3 separate regions of the Mus musculus genome follow, and all the other regions are linked to region 3. A link is a contact called in public promoter capture Hi-C data. All regions are on one chromosome and are shown on one strand. Each heading gives the region's core, a stretch centred on a gene start, on an enhancer-like site or on the middle of the called end of the contact. The rest is flanking DNA. Distances are from core to core; before and after follow the strand shown.

The links. Capture Hi-C pulls out chosen DNA fragments and counts their contacts.
Region 1: a contact with region 3 is called in a promoter capture Hi-C map of liver, with 4 times the contacts expected there. The contact joins the promoter of Fabp1 here to the promoter of Atoh8 in region 3. A contact is called at or near these places in 4 of 39 promoter capture datasets (the C10 cell line, liver and pre-B cells) and 1 of 9 other capture datasets (liver).
Region 2: a promoter capture Hi-C map of liver shows a contact between it and region 3, with 4 times the contacts expected there. The contact joins the promoter of Rpl34-ps1 here to the promoter of Atoh8 in region 3. A contact is called at or near these places in 2 of 39 promoter capture datasets (embryonic stem cells and pre-B cells) and 1 of 9 other capture datasets (liver).

What each region holds. Positions count from the first base shown.
Region 1 is chr6:71,198,560-71,201,259 of GRCm38.p6, reverse strand. Fabp1 (fatty acid binding protein 1, liver) reads right to left here and starts at 1,381. Exons shown (of 4, transcript NM_017399.5): 1 at 1,267-1,381. The coding sequence starts at 1,333.
Region 2 is chr6:71,123,293-71,125,992 of GRCm38.p6, reverse strand. Rpl34-ps1 (ribosomal protein L34, pseudogene 1) reads right to left here and starts at 1,404. Exons shown (of 1, transcript NM_001199350.1): 1 at 992-1,404. The coding sequence starts at 1,383. The coding sequence ends at 1,030.
Region 3 is chr6:72,234,143-72,236,842 of GRCm38.p6, reverse strand. Atoh8 (atonal bHLH transcription factor 8) reads left to right here and starts at 1,266. Exons shown (of 3, transcript NM_153778.3): 1 at 1,266-2,449. The coding sequence starts at 1,679.

The DNA of each region.
Region 1 (2,700 bases), core at 132-2,631, 1.0 Mb after region 3:
TTCTCAGCCCAGCGATTCATTTGTTGTAAAGACCCTTCCCTCTGTGGCTCCCTGCTTCTTACTCATCCTCCCCTCCACCCCCCACAGATCCCTCCTTCTTTAGTGGCCTGGCTCTTAGAGTGGGAACACTTCATCCTCCAGAATGTTTAGCTTCCAAATCCAATTACCTTTGAAGTGATATGGGAGCTACAGATAATTAGGCCATGCACAAAGTAGGACCATGCCTGGCAAACTTGCTGTGGCCTCTGGAGTCAAGGCTCTTGGGGGTAATGTACAAAAATCCTTTACCCTAGAATAGGGCTTTTCAGATTTCAGAACAAATCTGTGCTTTTACATGAACAGGAGTTCACAAGAACCGGGGAGTTCACAGTGACAGTGGAGGGTCCCTTGCAAAACTAAGGGATCCTCACATTCATGATCTTTGACTTGTCTGCAAAAGAAGCTCTGAGTCCTAGGATGACCCGAGAGTCCTTTCCCCACTCTTGCTGTTCCTCATCTTTTCCATGTTGGTAACCCCCTTTGTTCCACTTCCCCCTCTGCCCACAGGCCTCTTTCTTCCTGTTATATACTCTTCTCTCCCTGGTTCCAGGCTCAGCTTTCATCATCACAGTCTCCCCCGTACCTGAGTACCCTGGGAGACATAGGGTGTTTAAATAGGGTCTCTGGGACCCAGCACCTGCTTCTAACTCCAACACAAACACTCTCTAAACTGTGAGCCTCATCACAGCTACCTCACCTACCCCAGTCGCCTCAACTGTAAAATGGGAAAACAGCTCAGTTTTATGGTGAGTATTTACTGTGGGCATTGCATGGCAATGCCTGGTATAGAGTCATACATATTAGGAGACACTTCATTCCATTTATCTCCAAATAACTGGTCAAGATTGTAGCTTTGTCTCTGAACATTGGTCAGGATTGTAGCCTATCACACTCTGTCTCTCTGGTATATGTACAAGCATGGGGTTGGCGTATGGTTGGCCTTGAATCAATGTTTGCTAGAAAGTGAGTGAAGGAACAAGGTCTTAGAATAAAGTGCCATGAGACACACACTTCGAACCAGTTCATCTTCCAATGTAGGGTTGTTTCCACTTCCCTGGAGTAGCTTTGTCCAGTGGGGAGCAGTAAAAGTAACAAGAGAGCAGGAGAGTCACTGGAGAACTCCTCAATTCGGTATAGCCTGGACCCCTCCTTCCACCTCAACACCAGACCTGGACTATCTGTTGATAGTAGGGCTAGCCCCTCGTTGCTGTCATAATCACCACTCACCTATTGCCTTCATGAATGGCTCAAAGTTCTCCTGGCTCTGCAATTGGTACTTGCCGGAGAAGTTCATGGTGGCAACGAGGCTTCCTTTCCACAGCTGACCACAACAGCTCTGCCTGCCAGGTCACCCACTGTTGCCTATTTTATAAGGGGATTCTTCCTCCTCAGATATAGGCCATAGGTCAGTGATTGTCGATTTATTTATGGCCAGGCTCAAACATTAACTCCTGAGAGCAATGGTCAACGATAAAAATCAGAGTGGGCAAGGCAGAGGTTTGTTCTAATTCAGCAAACATTAGTGAGTCCAACCAAGGGCAAAGCTCTCTGTAAATGTTGCCTTTATGGTGACTTAACCCTACTCATGAAATAAGTGTGCATGGTTGAAATGTATGTTGACAAATGTATGTATGTGCAACATACATACATTTAGAAATAATTTAGAAACATGTGAATCACATCTCCAGCAATGCACATATGCATATATACCTAAGTGCACATATGTATGTGTTTGTACATGTGTACACTTGTATGTATGCATATATTTATATACATGTCACTACATATCCATATGTACATACATAAACACACATACGTGTGTGTGTGTGTGTGTGTGTGTGTGTGTGTGTGTGCGCGCGCATTACATGGGGAGAAATACCTTTGAACTCAAAACCTTTTTCATATAACCTTATGTTTATTTCTCATTTTTTATTATTATACAAACATAATTTTACATACATTTTATCAGTCCTTAAAGCTGTTTTGTATTTTGAGAATTCTTCTTCAATGATTCCAAGCAAGCCTCAATCCAGGCAAGTCTCAGTCCAGGCAAGCCTTAGTCCAGACAAGCCTCCCCTTTGAAGGCATCTACTGTCAGCAGGTGTAAGCTCTTTAACTAAAGCAGCAGTCTGAAAACTTAGATTATTTTATCTGCTAGAGACAAGTCCAGCCAAGAAAGATGGCATTACCTGCTGACTTTGTCCCATCCCTGCCTCACAACTAAGAACAGGGCACTAAGATGGTACACGGGCATTCAGCCTGACTAGAAGTGGCCTTGGGGAAGAGGCCTAAGGATGCTTCCAAAGATCTCTGATGTTCTTGTTTGTCATGGGGGAATTGTCACCCAGAGCATCTTCATCTCCCCATTCCAGCATCCTAGGCAGTTCTCAGCAAGTGCCACTTCACAGCCTATTTCTCTTCTGTTTAGACTTTAGCATCAGCCTCATTACTCACAGCCATCGGCCCTCCATCCTCTAGTCTTTTCTGCCCCGAGGCTACATAGACTTATAAATCTGAGGCTGGGGTATGCCATGCCTCAGTTTTGAACCCATGGTCCCTATTGCTCTAGCAGTGACAGGCCCCGGATAGCGTGGAAGGTCTGTGTCTACTGTCCTGACTGTGATGACTGCTCAAAATAGAGCTTGCACTTTGCTTTCATTT
Region 2 (2,700 bases), core at 155-2,654, 1.1 Mb after region 3:
CCTAATATCACCTACAATATGTCCGTTGCTGCTTTACAGAAATTAATTCATGGGATCCGGATGGCAGTGTGACAAGTCCATTTTACAAAGGAGCCAACTGGGATTCTGGGAGATGATGGCTTTGAGTTCTGTGTGAAGTGTTCATTGAAGCTACTCTGGAGAGCCAGTGGGGTTCCCTTGGGTTTCCAGCCTCCTCCTAGTCTCCACTCCTCTTTGCCCCCCTTTTCTTTATCCCTGGTCCCCCTCACCTGTCTTTGCTTTGTGTGAGAACCTGGCTGTGCTTTCCTAGACGGCCCACCTCCTAATAGTCCCACCCTCTAAAGGCCAGGCATTGAAACACATGCATGTGTGGGGGCCTTGTAACAGGTGCAGTGTCAAGATTTAAAGCAGAGCTTGGCTGCTAGGCCACCTGTTGAGGGTCACTTCTCCCTCATCTCTTATCTTCCTATTGTCTCTGATCCAAGGCTCACTCCTCATCAGGGATCATGTTGCTTGTAAAACCGATTCAGCTTAAGTATCTCTGGTTCAGACCCCAGCAGCGTGTAAGCAACCCTGCAAGCAAAGGTGAGCACTCTCTGGCTCCCTTGGGGAAAAGAAGCCTTCCAAATCCACTGGAAAGCCTGGCAATAATTCTCCCAGCCAGCAGAGGGCAGCAGAACACATCCAAAGTCCTTGCTTTAAAGTAGGTGGGGCTGGCCAATCCAACCACACTCCTGTCATTGCTCATGGGCAAACCACCTGTCTGACTTTATTTTCTGAAGTCTGGGGACCCTGAAGGTTTGAGGGTTGAACTTAGTACCTTGCACATGCTAGGCAGGTGCTCTACTACTGAGTCATATCTAGGCTTGTCCCAGAGGACAACCTCAGGTGCTGTTCAGCAGGCTCTGCCCTGTTTTATTTTATTTTTTTTAGACAGGCTCTTTCATTGTTCTGGAGCTTTCTTTTTTTTTTTTTTTTTTTTTTTTTTTTTTTTTTTTTTTTTTTTTTTAGATCAAGTCTTGATTTTTATTACTTAAAAAATGTGCATATCTATTTTGCTTTCTGACTCTGTGCTTGTGCCTTCAACACTTTCACAACGATTTTCTGCTCCTCAATAAGGAAAGCCCGCTTGATCCTGTCACGGACACACTTGGCACACATGGAGCCGCCATAGGCCCTGCTGACGTGCTTCTGTGTCTTAGACAGTCTCATAAGGACTTTGGGCCGCACAGCACGAACCCCTCGAAGTCTGCCTGGGCACACGCCACATGCGGATTTAGGTGCTTTCCCAACCTTCTTGGTGTAGAGGTAAACAATCCTGTTGCCAGGGGTTCGAGACAGCCTAGTTTTGTTAGAGGCTGTGTTGTAGGAAAGCCTACGGCGGTATGTCAAACGCTGGACCATCCTGAGTGCCTCTGAGCACCGTCCCCGGAAGAGTTCTGGAGCTTTCTAAGCAGCAAAGCTGGTTAGTCAGCAAGTCCTGGATTCCATAAAAAATAACTTAAAAATTTAAAAAAATGTATTGCATCTTATTATTGGTGCCTCTCTCTCTCCTTTTAAAAGTTCACATATGCCTCGTGTGTGTGTGTGTGTGTGTGTGTGTGTGTGTGTGCCCTCGCGTGCGTCCGTCTGTCTGTCTGTCTGTCTGTCTGTCTGTGATTTCTGAGAGAGCAATAGTAGCTGGAGATGGGGAGACCCAGTAAGCAAGCCCATGTCTGTGCAAAGGCCAGAGGAGGAGTCAGGTGTCCCATTCTGTGACTCTCCATCATATTCCCTTGAGGCAGCATCTCTCATTGAACCTGGAGCTAGGCTAGCAGGGAGCAAGCCACAACCATCAATCACCTGTCTCCACCACCAGAGAGCTGGTGTAAAACTTCTTACTGACACGCTTCCGTACTGCTTCAACTAGGAAAAGCAGACGTAAACACAGAATCAAGAAAGTCAAAATAACCTTGTCACTGTGTAACACGCATGTGCTGGTACCAAGACTGTGGTGGACTCCAGCAGTGTCCTCCCGGCACATGATCATTGTGGGTGTCTATTGATAAGCTTTTCTTCCATTTGTGCTGCAGGAACACCCTAGTCACAGCAGCTGGGAGGTCATTTCCCTTCTCTCAGAGCCAGCTTAGCCCAGTGCCTCAGCCTCCTGTGTGACAGAGTTTCTGGCTGGTGATTGTGGATTCAGATATAAATGCAGACACTGAAATTATGCAGTGACTTGATTTTTAAGTCATTCAGATGGATCTAGAAAATTATTTGAAAAAAATAGTGTACAAACTCACACACATGAAATGCATTGCTGCTGGAGAAGTGTGTGTGTGTGTGGTGTGGTGTGTGGTGTGTGTGTGTGTGTGTTTAGGCCAGAGAACAACCTCCTGTGTTGTTCCTCAGGTGCTGTCATTTTTTATTTATTTATTTTTTTTGACACAGTATCTCATTGACCTGGAGCTGGTTGGTCAGCAAGTCCTAGATTCCTGGATTCCCTTTTGAGAAATCTCTCTCTCAGTCCTTACTTCTTATAGGTGAGCAAGTTGAGTCTCAGACAGGACCTCTGCCTTAGCCTTAGTACACAGATCATCAGGGTGGGGCAAATGAGATCCAGTGTGCACAGCCATTTCTCCTGATAAGACCCTCAGTCAGTCAGAACAGACTTGGTTCTGGAGAAGGAGCCTGGGTATGGATTCTTGAGGGAACAGTCATGGTAGTGTGGGGACTTCCCTG
Region 3 (2,700 bases), core at 17-2,516:
GAATGGCATCCACTCACGTGGAGGCATCTAACACACTAACTGCCACGGGCAACACAGCTTGTGACTCTGCCCAACTCTAGCTAAGCCCCGAGTTATAGTTTCACTACACCAGTGTGTCAAGGGTCACCATTCAAATGCCATATACGATCTCCTTTCATCCTTTTAATGACACTTGCCTCAAAGGAGACCATTGGAGGAAGGCTCGGTGAAGAGAGCAACTCTACGTGGCAGCACAGGGGAAGGTGTGTGCAGAGGGTCCCGAGAGGGCCTCCCCGTCAGCCTCTTCTTTCTAGTAGGATTTCCAGTGGAATAGGGGCCTGGGGGTCTGGAGAGTGAACTCTACCTCTGGGGCCAATTGGCATCAGGCTCTGTGCTCAATCAATTGTTATCATTCCCAGGAGGAAGGTGTGGTTGTGACCCCTATCCTGGGCATAAGGAGCCAGAGGTGCCGAGGGACAGCACGACGAATGCCAAGGTCGCTCAGTAAATGGCAACCTTGAGCTCTGGACCTAAGAATTCTGTCTGCTTGAGGAGCTGTCCTGCCCTGGCTGATAACATTAGCGCAGCTACTGATGACCTGGCACCTCCTGTGTGGCGGCTTTCACAGCCAGGCTGTGACAAGCATGGGTGTTCTCCAGATTCCTCATTTCATAGATGAGTAAATCTGGGTTTAGCAGGGCGCTTCGGGTAAGATGACTTAAGATCTTCACCGACGTTACATCTGCTAAACCAGACATTTGCATCTCTCAGTTTCCCAATGTCCGGTGTTCTGTTCCTAAGGCCTCTGCCCCAGCAAATAGGGGCAAGAAGGGAGAAGGCCTTCTTGCAGTTGGATGACAATGACCAGCCACTCTGGGGTTCTTCTCTCCCACTTATCTTTCCCTCCCAGAAGCTCTGGGATTTCTCCCTCTGTTGGACAGTTCGGGTGGGAGGTAGAAGGGAAGGTTCTGGATGGGAAAGGTCGGCGCTGCGTCACCCCCACCCCCACCCCAGGCCAACAAGGCTGGGCAATGAAGGGCCACAGCGATTAGCAGCCACGTGCTCGGGACTGTAGTGGACAGTGCGGACTGTTTTTGGAGAGAGAAGGCGCGCCCCCAACTTGGGTAGGGGGCAGAGAGGGCGAGCAGGAGGAGGCAGGTTCCGGCACAAGGCATGAGGGGTGGGGGGAGGCCGAGAGCACGCGGACAAAGGAGGCGGCCCTCAGCCCAGCTGTTTTGAAAAATGCTTCCTGTTTCTTTAAAGGCGCTCGCTGCTCGGGCGGCCTGGGCTCGGGAGGCGGCAGCGGCGGCGGCGGGAGCTGCCTCCTCTCCGGGCGGGCGGCGCTGAGTGATCTTGCGAACTGGGCTTCTGTGTAAACTGAGGCTAAACAAACACAGATGGAGCGCAGCGGGCGTTCTGCAGAAATGCTGGCAGGGCGGCAGCGACTTCAGATGACACTCTGAGCTCTCCCGGGGAACCGGCAGCCTCCAAGGCTTCACGGAGCCGGAGGCGCAGCTGCCCCGGGAGTGGGGGTGCGAGGGAGGGACCCGGGGAGGGAGGGTAGGAGGAGAGAGCGCGGCGACAAGGCGGCGCTCAGCGCGGCGGCCACCCGGCACAGCCAGGCGCGCGGCGTGCAGAGTGATCGCTGCGGGCGCGCGTCCCGGGCAGTCCCACGCCCCAGCCTCACGCCGTCCTCGCCATGAAGCACATCCCGGTCCTCGAGGACGGGCCGTGGAAGACTGTGTGCGTTAAAGAACTGAACGGCCTCAAGAAGCTCAAGCGGAAAGGCAAGGAGCCGGTGCGGCGCGCGAATGGCTATAAAACTTTCCGATTGGACTTGGAAGCTCCCGAGCTCGGCGCCACAGTCAGCACCACCGCCGCCACCAACGGGCTTCGGGACAGGACACAACCGTTCCCGATCGCGACCCCAGTACCAGCCTCAGTGGCGCCGGCGGTTCCTCCAGGTGGAGGCACAGACACAGCCAGGGAATTCCGGGGCATCAGAGCGCCTGAGGTCTCTGACGCGCGCAAACGCGGTTTCGCTCTGGGCACAGTGGGACCGGGACTACCCACGCCACCGCCGCCTCCCGCATCTCAGAGCTTGGCACCCGGGGATCCCGAGGCGCACTCCTTCCGCGAGCAGGCTCTGCGTCCCCGCATCTTGCTGTGCGCCCCTCCCGCGCGTCCCACACAATCCGCGCCTCTCGCACCCCCAGCGGCGCCACAAGAGTCCCCCGTGCGCCCTGCGCCCCCCACGCGCCCGGGGGAAAGTTCCTACTCGTCAATTTCACACGTAATTTACAATAACCACCCGGATTCTTCCGCGTCGCCTAGGAAACGGCCAGGCGAAGCGACCGCCGCCTCAACGGAGATCAAAGCCCTGCAGCAGACCCGGAGGCTTCTGGCCAACGCCAGGGAGCGGACGCGGGTGCACACCATCAGCGCAGCCTTCGAGGCGCTGAGGAAGCAGGTACTCACTAACCGCCGCGGGGTTAGAGTGGCAGAAGTGGGTGGGTGGGTGGTCCCAGGGTCGGAGTTAGGATAAAAGGAATCCCACAAAGCAGGCAGATTAGAGTTATCATTGTTGCAACTTTTTAGTTTGTAAAGTGGGCGAAATCTAGGGATCTCTGGCCTAGACACGCCCCTGTTCCCCAGGAGTAACCGCGTCTGACCTCAGGTCTTGTAGTTGACTTGTGCAGCGAGTATTTGTCTTCTGGTCCC